Linked DNA regions of Bombyx mori: region 2 is linked to region 1. A link is a contact called in public Hi-C data. All regions are on one chromosome and are shown on one strand. The core of a region is the stretch at or near the end of the contact, and the rest is flanking DNA. Distances in the headings are between cores, read along the strand shown. Region 1 overlaps LOC101742172. Region 2 overlaps LOC101742172.

Region 1 (6,408 bases), core at 2,057-4,556:
ATTAATTATTCATCAAATTATAGACGCAATTTTATTGTTTTAATCGACTATAATTCCGTTATTTCTACGTTTTTTTTATTTTATTGCTTAGATTCGTATTGAGGTTGTGGCAATGGGATATATCAATACTGGGTAACATTACTGTTTCAACTAAGATAATGGGTAGCAGCTTTCTTTATGTATAATACCAGCGTACTTCGATCACCAAATAGCATTTACTGGTAAGTAAGGGGGTAGGTATCATCATTGACTCTTTTTCTGTCGTGAATTGCTTAGATGCGTATTGAGGTTGTGGCAATGGGATATACCAATACTGGGTAACATTACTACTTCAACTAAGATAATGGGTAGCAGCTTTCTCTAAGTATTATACCAGCGTACTTCGATCACCAAGTAAAATTTACTGGTAAGTAGGGTAGGTATCATCATTCTCTCTATTTCTGCCGTGAAGCAGTAATGCTTTTCGGTTTGAGGGGTGGAGCAGTCGTTGAAATATACAAACTGAAACTTAGAGCTCACGTCCTAAGACCGATAGCGGCATTTACATTGCTGATGTCTATGAACTCCATTAACCACTTAACACTAGGTGGGCCATAAGCTCGTCGACCTAACCAAAAAAAAAATACATAAAATATTCAAGTAATTAACTAAAGCGCTTCAAATAGGAGGTTTGTTATTGATCCAATACCATTTTGTGATATTTATCATTTGAATTCGGCCACATAACATCGATCTCCAATCAAAAGTAACACATTTTTCATGCGGATCGCCATCTCAATCGAAACATCCATTTCATGAAAGTACTGTAAAGTGTATTGGGAGCTATCGGCCGACAGCCAAAAAGCCAGTTAAAATCACTTGTGATCTATGCGAAATGAAAAAGTTCCGTTTTTCTATGGATCCGATGACATAAAAAAAATTGTGTATTTCAAAAGAACTAGAGGTCCTGCAGTAGTCGAAATTCGACTATAATTAATTGGAATTGTAAGTTTCTACACTATTATGATTGTATTTTCAACGACAAGACTACATGCTACTATAGAAAAATATTAAAAAAGACAAACAATATTTAACCTATTCTCAATTTGACCACAGACGTCAAGAACAAAAGTTTGACAATAAATAGTATGCATGCGTGTGTGTCAAATACATGGTAGTGTGTGTAATGTTTTCTTTATTGATTTAATGTATCTTTTATGCATTATTTTAAAAAAATATTAGCATTGTGCACTTCTTCTCTATATTCTCTATAAGTTTGGAAAATTTCAAACTCCTCCGTCCGCGCAATTTTCGTAAAAGGGATACAAAGTTTTTGCTTCACGTATTAATATATAGATTATAGTTGTGGCTATCATACGCTAAAATGTATCGAGCTATTTCAAATTATAATTTGCGTAATTACTGATGGCAGGACCTCTTGTGAGTCCGCACGGGTAGGTACCACCACCCTGCCTATTTTTGCCGTGAAGCAGTAATGCGTTTGAAGGGTGGGGCAGCCGTTGTAACCATACTGAGACTTTAGAGCTTATATCTCAAGGTGGGTGGCTCATTTACGTTGTAGATGTCTATGAGCTCCACTAATCACATAACACCAGGTGGGCTGTGAGCTCGTCCACCCATCTATGCTATATAAAAAAAATCAACGCATAGATAATTAAAAAACGTTCATTTCCAAGAAAGATATATACAGATAAACATAACTAGACTGTCGCCAAAACATCCAAAGTAAACATAAACACACCACAACGCGCAAAATACCCAGAGTAATGAACCGAGTTTACGAAACGTCTTAATAAAGCTATGTGATCGTATTAAAGGAATATACCGATATTAAGGTTTCTGAAAATGAAGACAGGTCGTGATGTTAACTACATGGTAACGTTAAAAAATCACAATAAAAATTAGCTTCTAATTGTTCTTTCACTCCACGCAATGTATAATGTGGCGCTATTAAAAATCAGCTAATGGGAAACGGATGCTGGAGTCATGATCCAGGCGGTTGGCCGATCCTTCGGCTGGTCGTAGGACCGTCGAGGCGATTCGCCCAGTCCTTGTGGATTGGGTGAATCGTGATAGAGGACGCCTCAGTTTTCGGCTCATGCGGGTGCTCACTGGGTATGGTTGCTTCGGTGAGTTCCTGCACACGCTCGGCGCCTGCACCACATGGGAGGGGTGGGGCCGTGTCCTCGTCGCAAAAATACGAAACGACTTGTTGTTGCCGAATGTTGTGGCATCGATGCTCGGCGATGACAAGTCGTGGAAGGCGATGCTCGAGGAGGCGGCTAGGCGCGTGAGAGACGCACAAGCCCGCCGCCGTCGAACGGAGGCCAGAGAGGCGGATTTCACCCAATCTCTGGCCCTCTAAGTGTTTCGGGTACCCCTCATATGTCGGTCTGGGACCCGGCGAAGGGGGCCTAAGAAGACGACGTGCAAGCTGCTCTGCACGCATTTTACACAAGAGCATCCGAGCGATGGAAAGCCGGTTATCCTCGACCCACGCTGGTTCTGACCCAGCGGGGTATTCCGCAGGATAACACAGTCTAACCGGCGCCGTCTAGGCGGGCTTCGGACAGCCTGCTAACCGAGCTGGTTGGTGCTCGTGGCGCTGACGACCGCCAGTACAGCGTCCCGAGGGGGAGGGTGATGGGAGATGTGCTCCGCATTAAACGCTTCACTCTCCTTCCTTTGGTTTTTCATGAGTTCTGTCTCATGCGAGGCTCAGACGTGGGTTGTTGAGCGACAAGAGGCTTTAGTCGGTTCGACTCCGACATGCCCACCATCCCCAGTGGAGGGTGGAGTCCGGCGATTTCCTCCTGACCAAAAAAAAGGGGAGGAAACGGTGTCGCGAACGCGGTATCGGAACGCTACCCTCAATTTGTATTGCTGGTTCACCATACACAAAAGTTACTGAAACGAAAACTATTCTTTATTGTTATGGTTGTGCCTAGCCAAATGAACTTTATTTTACCCCTATTTAAAATAAAGTTCAAACATCTCAAAATTAGTTATTTCTGTGTGAAAAGAAAGGTAAATATCATTTTTTTTTAATTATACGATAGCTAGCACAATATTCAAGTGCCGATGACACCGTATTCGTCCGTGCCCACGAACACTGTTAAGTATTGCATACGTTGGAAATAACATAATATAATGACAGGTTAATAAATCCGTGATTAATCCGTAAAAGTGGTTTACGTTTAAAACTTGAAAACTGAATAAATCTTACATTTTAAAGTAGTTAGTTCATTGTTCGTTTTTCGAATCCTTACATCGCTTACATTGTATATTGCTATGATGCTATGCTATATCATAGCATAGCGTAGCATGTTGTGCAATACAAGACTTTATTAATCTAGAATTGTGTGGCTTTTCCAAGTTTATTGGCTCCGCTTTTATTGATTAAGTACGTGATAAAGATTTCATGAGATTCATTTATGGGTACTGTCATCGACATCTAGGTTGGGTATTTCGATTCTAGTTTATCTATTTATTATTTGCGAAATAAAACAAGCACTCTCGTTATTATATCTGCTAGATACGTGTTTTATTCTGGATCGAAACACGAATAGAAGCATTTTTTTTTCATTTTATCATTCTTCGAATTTCCATTTTAAATTTTATAGGTTTCCAAGCCGGAGACAACGGTCAGCGACCTCGCAAGCCAACTGAGAATACAACGTTGCCAAATAACAAATGTAAACAAAGCCGAAACGATGACATCAAGCGAACGAATACAAAACGAGCGGTACACGAAATCAGCAAGAACTTTATCCGAATAATCGGGACCTTGTAACTTTTCGGATTAATGAAAACAACCCTTCCTTGTCAGCGGTGCCGTAGAAAATTCTAACACAATCTAACTTAGAAAACAAAAGCTTTGGAGTTTGTAAGGGACTGGGGTAACGCTGATCAGAGCTAAGGGACATTTGGAAACCAAAGCACGTACATTTTGAATGGACAAGAGGCCACCGGATCACATATGCTTGATCAGCTAACTCCGATTATTTTTCGGGAATTTTCGGCCTTCTGTTACGATAGTTCTGTTAAATCTAAAATAATGATGTTCTGTACAAAATTTAGCTTATACCTAGCTATATAGGCTCGCTGGTCAATGATGAACTTGGAATTCTGAAACCAAACCACGTAGTCGTGGACGAGAAACGAGAAAGAAACCAGGTTATGCTTTCTATTTGTTTTGATTATTATGCTATACTGGAGTAAGGGAATCTAAAACAATATTAAATATTATACATACATGAAAATTTTGGTGTTTCATTTATAACGTAAACGATCAATTAAGTTTTAACAACGTTTAAAGCAATTCATAAATTTTAGCGTACGGTACTAATATATATATATAACAAAATCTTACGTTACGGACGCTTTTTCCCGGTTAGGTTACACCTCCGCATCGTCCCATAAAGAACTTCGTTCCAATAAATTCAAACAGATTATCCATATACGATTCTTATCTATTTAAATTCATCGCATCAGGTCTGACCCACCCCAAACATTCGCCTAGTAAGAATGAATGCACATCCCTATATTAGGGTCACCTACTAAAAGCAAGTGCTTTGAATATAAAAGATACATTTGTTAGTGAAATAGGTACTCGTGTGTGAATTAAACTTCTTTCCGCTCGCTCATGAATTATTCAAAGCGCAAATTACATTCGGTAAGTAGATTATTTTGTTGAACGATAAATGAAATCGTGTATGAGAATTTAAAACGATATAAATATATCGGAATAGCGATGTGTCTTATCGCGACAACGTGGTTAATATGACCCATTTGTTCCTTTGAAAAGTATGTGTTTAGTGAATGAAATTTTTTAACAGAATAGGGTACATAATTTAAAAACCATTCAGAATACATAAAAGTGTATGGTATTTTGAATGACAAAATATTTATTACACATTTAAATTTACACTCTAATGATTAAACATGTGTAAGTATGTAGTAAGTGTGTAGGTATTTAGTACGTGTTTTGGTGATAAATAATAATTAAGTAGCGAAATCATTTTCTTCGACTGTTAGTACGAAATTTACATTATAGATATTTAAAATTATTATTATACATTTAAATTATCATTATTTTTCAGAAAATATATTATTTAAAATAAGCTCTCTCTATTGAGAATCTCTATCTATCTATCTCTATCTCTATTGAGAAAGCCACTTCTTCTAATCCACGCTTCCTATTTTGATATGGTTTTCACTAATAGAAAGAGTGATAATTAATGATTTTTTGTAAATATTTTATACGAAATAACTGTATGATGATGGTGTTCTATAAAAATAAACAGTTTTCATACATTTTCATGGCTAAGGTTATGGAAATCTAGAAAGCTAAGCGTCTATGCTGAAGTACCATAGAACAATATCTTCAGATTAGTTCTACGTACCTAGTTCAAAAACCACCAATCCCATCGAATATCGACTAATTCATTGTATTTCTGCAATAAAACGAATTCAATAAAGCATGCAATAAAGCCAGAACATGGGCGAAGGGTAAGCTTTCACTTATCTGTACTGAAATCTGCTATTAGTGATAATTCGTGAACAAATTTCGCATGACTTAATGGAATCCTAATGGACTTCTTAATGTTGGTCGTAATGGAGTTATCTTAGAATATCAATCGTAGCGGGGCTGGACAATGGCGTAGCTGTCCTAAATGTCGAGGCTGCCGCCCTTTTTCAATTTCCTACCTAAGCTTATAGCCTTGAGAGGCTATGTCAGCGTAACCGGGCGAGTAGGTGAGCTCACGGGACTCAAACCAGGAGTGTTGCTAACACTGGGCCTAACAAGAGCAGTGTTTCGCAGAATCTACAACTGGATCAGAAACGCGACCCACTGAGAAGATCCGCCGAGAAACTCAGTGGGTTGTGTATATGGGTTAATTTACTCGTCGAGCCCTTCGTCGCAAGCGACGTGTTCGGCAATGGCGGTGACCGGAGTGCCGCCCTGAAGAACGAGATAGTAATGCGGTCCATCCACCCTTTGACGATCAATTTATGCTGCCTCCGACTGGCTTGCCTTTTCCCGGGGATCTTTCCCTGAACGATTAATTCTTGGTACTTGTTTTTCTTTTTTCCCTACCTACTCGCTGGTAACCTAAGGGGTTATTTTATTTACGCCCGGACGGGTAGATGAGCTCACGGGCTCAACCTGAGAGAATTTGCTAACGCTATCCCTAGCAAGAGCAGTACTACGCAGAATCTACCACCGAGTCGGAATCGCGACTCGCTGAGAAGAAGATCCAGCAAGAAATTCAGTGGACGATATCTGTTCGTTATATGCCTAAAAAATAAAAAAAGGTTGTCGTCTAGTACGAAAATATTAAACAAGCGGAATCTAATTTTACGTAACCTAATATACAATACAATATGGCATAGTTTCAGACCAAT
Region 2 (6,408 bases), core at 1,843-4,342, 41 kb before region 1:
TTTCGTAACGCCTCTTTTTAAATAATTCAGGTGTTACTATTTATATTTTCAAGGTAAGTATTTCTCTAGTTTGGCACCTCATTTGTTAGCTTCTCTGAATCGAATTTCAGTGGCAAAGAGTTTCGTACAATTAACGTTTTCTTTACGATTATAATTAGAATTAACAAACGCTAAAACGAACATCGTAAATCTATTCAGAAGTCCACAACTGAGCTTGACGTTGAGTGAAAACTTCAGGGCATCTCGACACTTAACTGTTTAACGACTTTGGGTGGCACGGGATTGTCCATATTCAAATTTGGAATTTAAAATTAACTATTTATATTTTCAAGGTAAGTATTTCTCTAGTTTGGCACCTCATTTATTAGATTCTCTGAATCGAATTTCAGTGGCAAAGAGTTTCGTACTATCAACGTTTTCTTTACGACTATAATAAGAATTAACAAACGCTAAAACGAACATCGTAAATCTATTCAGAAGTCCACAACTGAGCTTGACGTTGAGTGAAAACTTCAGGGCATCTCGGCACTTAACTGTTTAACGACTTCGGGTGGCACGGGATTGTCCATATTCAAATTTGGAATTTAAAATTACGTGTTAGTTTGAAAACCGGTATTGCAATAAATGGTATAAGTTGAAATGGATTTAAATAACCGTATCCATTGATGAAACGAAAATTTTTGTCTGCAGTCCGGAGTGCGATTCAATCCCAAATCTTTTCTCTTATTGCACCGCAGCGATAACTTGAAAGATTTGCGATAATTGGGCCATGTTTGTTCTACCTTTTATTGCCATTAAAGATTCATTTACAGCTCACCTAATCGCAATAGGTTTTTGCTGTGGCATTCACATCGATGTGTCGTTGTTTGTTTGTCAATTTAATTGTAGGAGCTGTAATAAAGTCTCTTAATTTATCAGGAGGAAACATTTCTTCCCTACCTTCCGCTGGTAGCCTTGCTGGCTATTCCAGCTTCACCGGTTTGGTAGATGAGCTCACAGGGCTGAATCTAAAAGCTAAAGCTAACTAGCCCTAGAGATCTACCATCGGAGTCGCGACCCACCGAGAAGATCCGGCCGGTCATCCAATATGACATATTGATATGGTGGTGGTGTATTGCCCAGTCGAGTCGGTAATGTATTTCAAGGTAGTCGGAAGATACCACCGGACCTCAGTCTTCGCATTAGATGCAGCCCATAAAAACCACAATGTACTTTAAGTATTATACATTTTTATTTAACATATACAGCATTGCCGATTCAGAAGACTAAGAAGGAGTACATATATAAAAAAGTTTGTATGTTTATTATTAAATCATGCAATAATGGATTAGCAGATTTGGATAAAATTTCGAGTATAATCCGTCTTTACCTATCTATGATTAGGCTTGGAGGAGGCTTATAAATTGTGTGAAAGACGATATGTGTTAGAGTCGTAAGCGGTCCTTATGTTGATTAGACTATGGATCAGCACCCAGGCAATGCACCAAACGAAAACTTACGTCTAAAAATCATGGTCAGTGCTTGGTGCTCATGTGTCAGTATGATTAATCATAGATTTATAACAAATGCCATCAGCGTTATTGCGGACGTACTGTGAGCAACTGGACTCAATGATAGGCTTGTAGAATATCCGGCCAGCCTTGGTTAATCACCCGTTCCTCCTACACGACAAGGCTCGCCCTCATAAGGCACAACCGACGATCTCTGAGCTACAAGAGCCCACTGCGTCTCTCGAGATCTTCTTAGTGGGTCGAGTTTCCGATCCGGTGGTAGGTTCTGCGAAGCACTGCTCTTGCTAGGGCCAGTGTTAGCAACATTCCCTGTTTGAGCCCCGTGAGCTCCCCTACTCGCCCGGTTACACTGACATAGCCTTTCAAAGCTATCAGCTTAGGAAGGAAAGAAAAAGTTACAAGAGCAAGGGTTGGAAGTTTTGCGTCATTAACCGCACTTACCAGACGTTTCGCCAACGGACTTCTACTTTTTTCAAAGTTTGGACAAATTTAAAAAAATTGTCAAGGATAAAATCAATACTCGAGAGGCAGTACAAAAAGCCTTTGAAGTGCTTGTCGGTTGCCGTACATCTGATTTTTTCAAGGTCTTTGAAAAATGTAAATATAAATAAGGACTTTCTGTATATTAAACGGATATTTCGTTGAGTTAAAACTTTTTAGCATAGTAAATGACATTACCTGAGTAACGCCGGGATACGTCTTTTTTTATATTAATCTACAATTCATCTGGTATATTCCAGACCAATGCAATGATTCAAAAACTTAGTCCGAGTTAAACAGCGCGTCGCGTCTCGTATATACAATCACTGTTTAGTAGATCAAGTTCATAAAAATCACCGCAGCGTAATCAAGTATTGAATAACGAGTGAAAGTTATTCTTTTGTTGTTAAATTAAAGTTATCAATAATCTCACGCTCCCGTTTAGATGGCACAACACATAATTTGGAATACTTATCGTTTCCTGGCACTTTTGTTTTTGATGTTACACTTTATGAAGTCATTTTAAAGTTACGAAAATAATTTGGGTACTTTGAGATTGTTCGTAAAAGGCATTCTGGTCATGGGCGTATTGTCATTTAACCAAGTTTTAAGTAGCATTGTATTCAATTAAGAGTACTTTAAATTTTCTTAAATGTAATTTACGAATTAGTTGCTCGTTGAATTTAATATTTGGGGTCCCTAGAGCAATACTTTTCATTTTAGATCGAGAGCTGTGTATCTAATAAATCATTAAAATTTAATTGTTTGTTAATCTAGTAAACACCTGTAGTACTTTTCTACGGATTTTGCGAGTTGTAAGCATAATTAAAACTACTTGTATGGTTCAATCTCGCTTATATTATTGGTAATGTTTATTTAATAGACGACATATTATAAAAAAAATCGTGACTAGAGAAAATGTAAAGTTTCGAAGCTTCGAAAATAATATCAACAGTATACCTACGGGAAATGAAACCGTAAAAGTAATTTGGATTATAAAATTCTATTATACAATAAAATAGTCGTCGTCTACCGTACCTTCAATACCGTGGCTTCACCCTTAGAGTTTCAATGCACTCATTTATACGGAGCACATATCGTCGTAATAAAAAAATATACTATAATAAAAGAAGTGTCAATTGTTGGGGTAGCCACTGTGCTCTAGCGATAAAACTCAATATCGGAACCGTGTTCATATCCTCCAAAGCTTTAATTCACCAAATTATAATTGGGAAATTGATTAAAAAAGTACGTAAAATAAAGAACTGCATGGATGTAACAAACAATTATGTGGTGTGACGATACAATCCGAGTACTTTCTTACAACACGTCCTTACGGATCCATCAGATCCAATAACCTTTGCATTAGATGCCTTCAGCTCTAATACTAGGAGCAGGCTTAGGGACCCCAGTAACCGTACTCGTTGAACTCGACAAAGAGGTCGACGTGCAACCTAGCCCATGCATCAGCCCGCTGAGTTTCTCGCCGGATCTTCTCAACGGGTCGCGATTCCGATCCGGTAGTAGATTCATTCGCGAAGCAATTGCTCTTGAGTTGTTAGGTCTCCTTCGGAGGCGCTCGGGCAGCTGTTAGCAAATCCCACCCCTCCTGGCTGAGCCTTTGCTCGCCCACCTGTCCTGGTGAAACTGGAAAGGCCTTCGGGCCACCAGTAATCTCTCAATCATAAAAAAAAAAACTTTCTTACAAACAATATGTATTGATGCGTGACGCACGCACTAAATGTACGCACGTGGTTGTCTTTGTGTATCCACAGGATGTGACGCAGTTCCCATGCACACCATTAGTGCGCTAGAATTTACTACTATAGTACAAACATGTGTTTGTTCTTAAATGTCAGTATTAACAATATCAGATGTTTAACGAAGAGACGGACGCTTAATTTATCGAGGCTTTAGTATAACGATTTTTACTGATATTCTATGTATATACTGAAAATGGATGATAAAAGCCGTAGATTGAACTAAGTGGTCGATTTTGGTAGGGACCAGTACCACAATTGAGAAGTAGTATGATAGCAAGTGGTATCCTAAGAACGAACGAATATTTCACAGTGGTAGAGACATACTAAATAGAGATTTTTTTCGTACCTATTCTAGTAGCCTCGTGGGGTTATAGTAAATTCTCCGAGTGAGTAGGTGAGCTCATGGGATCAAACCTGACGACGTTGCTAATACTAGCCCTAGCAAGAGCAGTGTTTTGCAGAATCTACCACCGGGTTGGAAACGCGACCCACTGAGAAGATTCGGCGAAAAACTCTGTGGGCTAAATAGAAACACTGAATAAGCGAAGCACTTATGTATTGTACTGACTCAGTAGCGTAGTAGTTAGAGCCCGTGACTGCTGGGCCGAGGATCGCGGGTTCAATTTCCATATTCGTTTTATACGACATAGCTCTAGCTACAGCTGTAAAATTTCGTTAACGCTTCATTTCTAACGCTGGTTATGAATTGCCTACGACCTACTTACTGTTATTTACTTGTAAGATCTCATTTAAATCTCAATGCGAATACCGCCTTAAAATTTAAGATGATGATCACATGAGGATGTTTCAATTGTATTGTAAAATCACCGCGTCGCGCTGTTTCGTGACAAAAACAGGCCGCGCATTAAATCACTTTGACCTGATATGTTGATAACACAACTGGGAAATTCGGAAAACGTAATTAAAACTTTAATTAAACAGGGCTGCAGGAAATAGTTACTAGATAACCGGTTTGGCCGTGTTAAAGCCACAAAGCCGTTAAGCTAGATCGTAAAAATAATAACGTAGGCGTTATTCTAGATAGCGGGTTGGTTACCTAGTTACTTTTTTTCTATTTGATCTATTTTCATGGAATTTTGTTAAAACGAAGAAAAGAAAACTATTTTTTATTTTTCGCGGAGTTGTGCAATGAAAAACATAAAATCATAGCAGTACGGCTAAGTATAACATTTACATTATTTCAAATTATATTATTTCAATATGTTATTGAGAAATTTAAGCGATCACTTTTATGATTTAATCTAGTTAGATTACAAATAAAGTTTTTGTTAAAATTACATCAAAAGGTTTACTTACATTTAATAATTACGATTCGACGTCCTAAATAATCATTAATTAGCATGCCTTCAACTTCACTTTTTTTTCCTACCTAACCTGATGTTAGAGTACTTTAGAGATACCATATCAGCGTCACCGGACCAATAGGTGAGCTCAAGGGGCTCAAACCTGACGATGTTGCTAACACGAACCCTAGCAAGAGCCGTGCTTCGCTCACCTGGGGCCTCTGACGTATGGTAAGGTTTTTATTCTTAGGGAAGCAATAATTGCATTTTGGTTTCGACTTTTGGTTACGGTGAGCTCGTAATAATGGTAGAGAAATAACTTCGTATTAGAAAAGTGTTTCATTTCTATATACAAGGTAAATTTTCTATAAATTCTATTCGAATTTAATAGGAAATAGTATATTTTATTAATGAGTTGTAATTATTACTCATGTCTCTAAATTATAATTTATTATCACAGTCCTTGTCAAAGTAAAGGTATAGAGAGCATCTTTTGATAAAACAAAAGTTTAGTAAAATTTTATACTTTTCTTAAAAATTCTCACCACTTTGTTTAATACTAAACATTTTTCATTTACGAACATCAACGAGTATTATAAGATAATTACGATATTTAATAATAATTAATTTAACGATAATTACTTTCACGCTTTAATCTCGGGTTTATTATTGCGACCAGGAAAAGTATTTGAAACGTCGGAAATAATGTAATGACAATAAATGAAAATAATTATGTCCACGGCTACCGGAGATTAGTTATATAAGTTCAGTGCAGAATCAACCGAAAACTAATGTCGCGCGAAATCCCATGAAACTTGAAGTAAATAATTAGTTAGATACAAAACTTTTTATTACAAGTAGAATAACAAGAACAATGTCGAACTATTATTACAGAGAACGGTCTATGAACTGACCCTTATGCATTATGAATCATTTTTGTTTTCGTGCAAATTAATATATAAAATAATATATAGTGCTAAATATATAATAATATAAATATATAATATTAATAATACTTATACTTTATACTTATACTTACTATGGTAAATGATTACTAAAACTAATATAACATTTCATACCCATATTATATTATTTATATTACACACAACTATAATCCATGCATAAGTAAGTAAGCTAGTTTAATAAAGGTAAGAAAGAGGGCCTTTTAAAATTTTTATTTATATAAAAAAAATTACATCAGCCCTAAAACATCCACCACTGATCATACAGACATTGTATAAACACAACCAAACAATTGGGAATGGAATATTAATATACCATTTAATTATATGTATAATATAAAGTACTTTACTTTATACGTAATACGTATGTACCTACGCGTTTCTCTAA

Evidence for each region. A called contact is a pair of places that touch in the nucleus more often than the background predicts.
Region 2: a contact with region 1 is called in a Hi-C map of midgut, with 1.6 times the contacts expected there. The contact joins two enhancer-like sites. A contact is called at or near these places in 2 of 7 Hi-C or Micro-C datasets (midgut and whole pupa).

What each region holds. Positions count from the first base shown.
Region 1 is chr11:9,489,244-9,495,651 of ASM3026992v2, reverse strand. The region is part of intron 1 of LOC101742172; the gene reads right to left. LOC134199681 (a long non-coding RNA gene) reads left to right here. Exons shown (of 2, transcript XR_009974274.1): 2 at 3,624-4,262. Among protein-coding and RNA genes, the nearest start is that of LOC134199681, 8.0 kb to the left of the region's middle. Within about 2 kb of position 3,306, at least 2 of the 8 cell types and tissues checked have open chromatin away from gene starts, as enhancers often do.
Region 2 is chr11:9,529,600-9,536,007 of ASM3026992v2, reverse strand. The region is part of intron 1 of LOC101742172; the gene reads right to left. Among protein-coding and RNA genes, the nearest start is that of LOC101741882, 18 kb to the left of the region's middle. Within about 2 kb of position 3,092, at least 3 of the 8 cell types and tissues checked have open chromatin away from gene starts, as enhancers often do.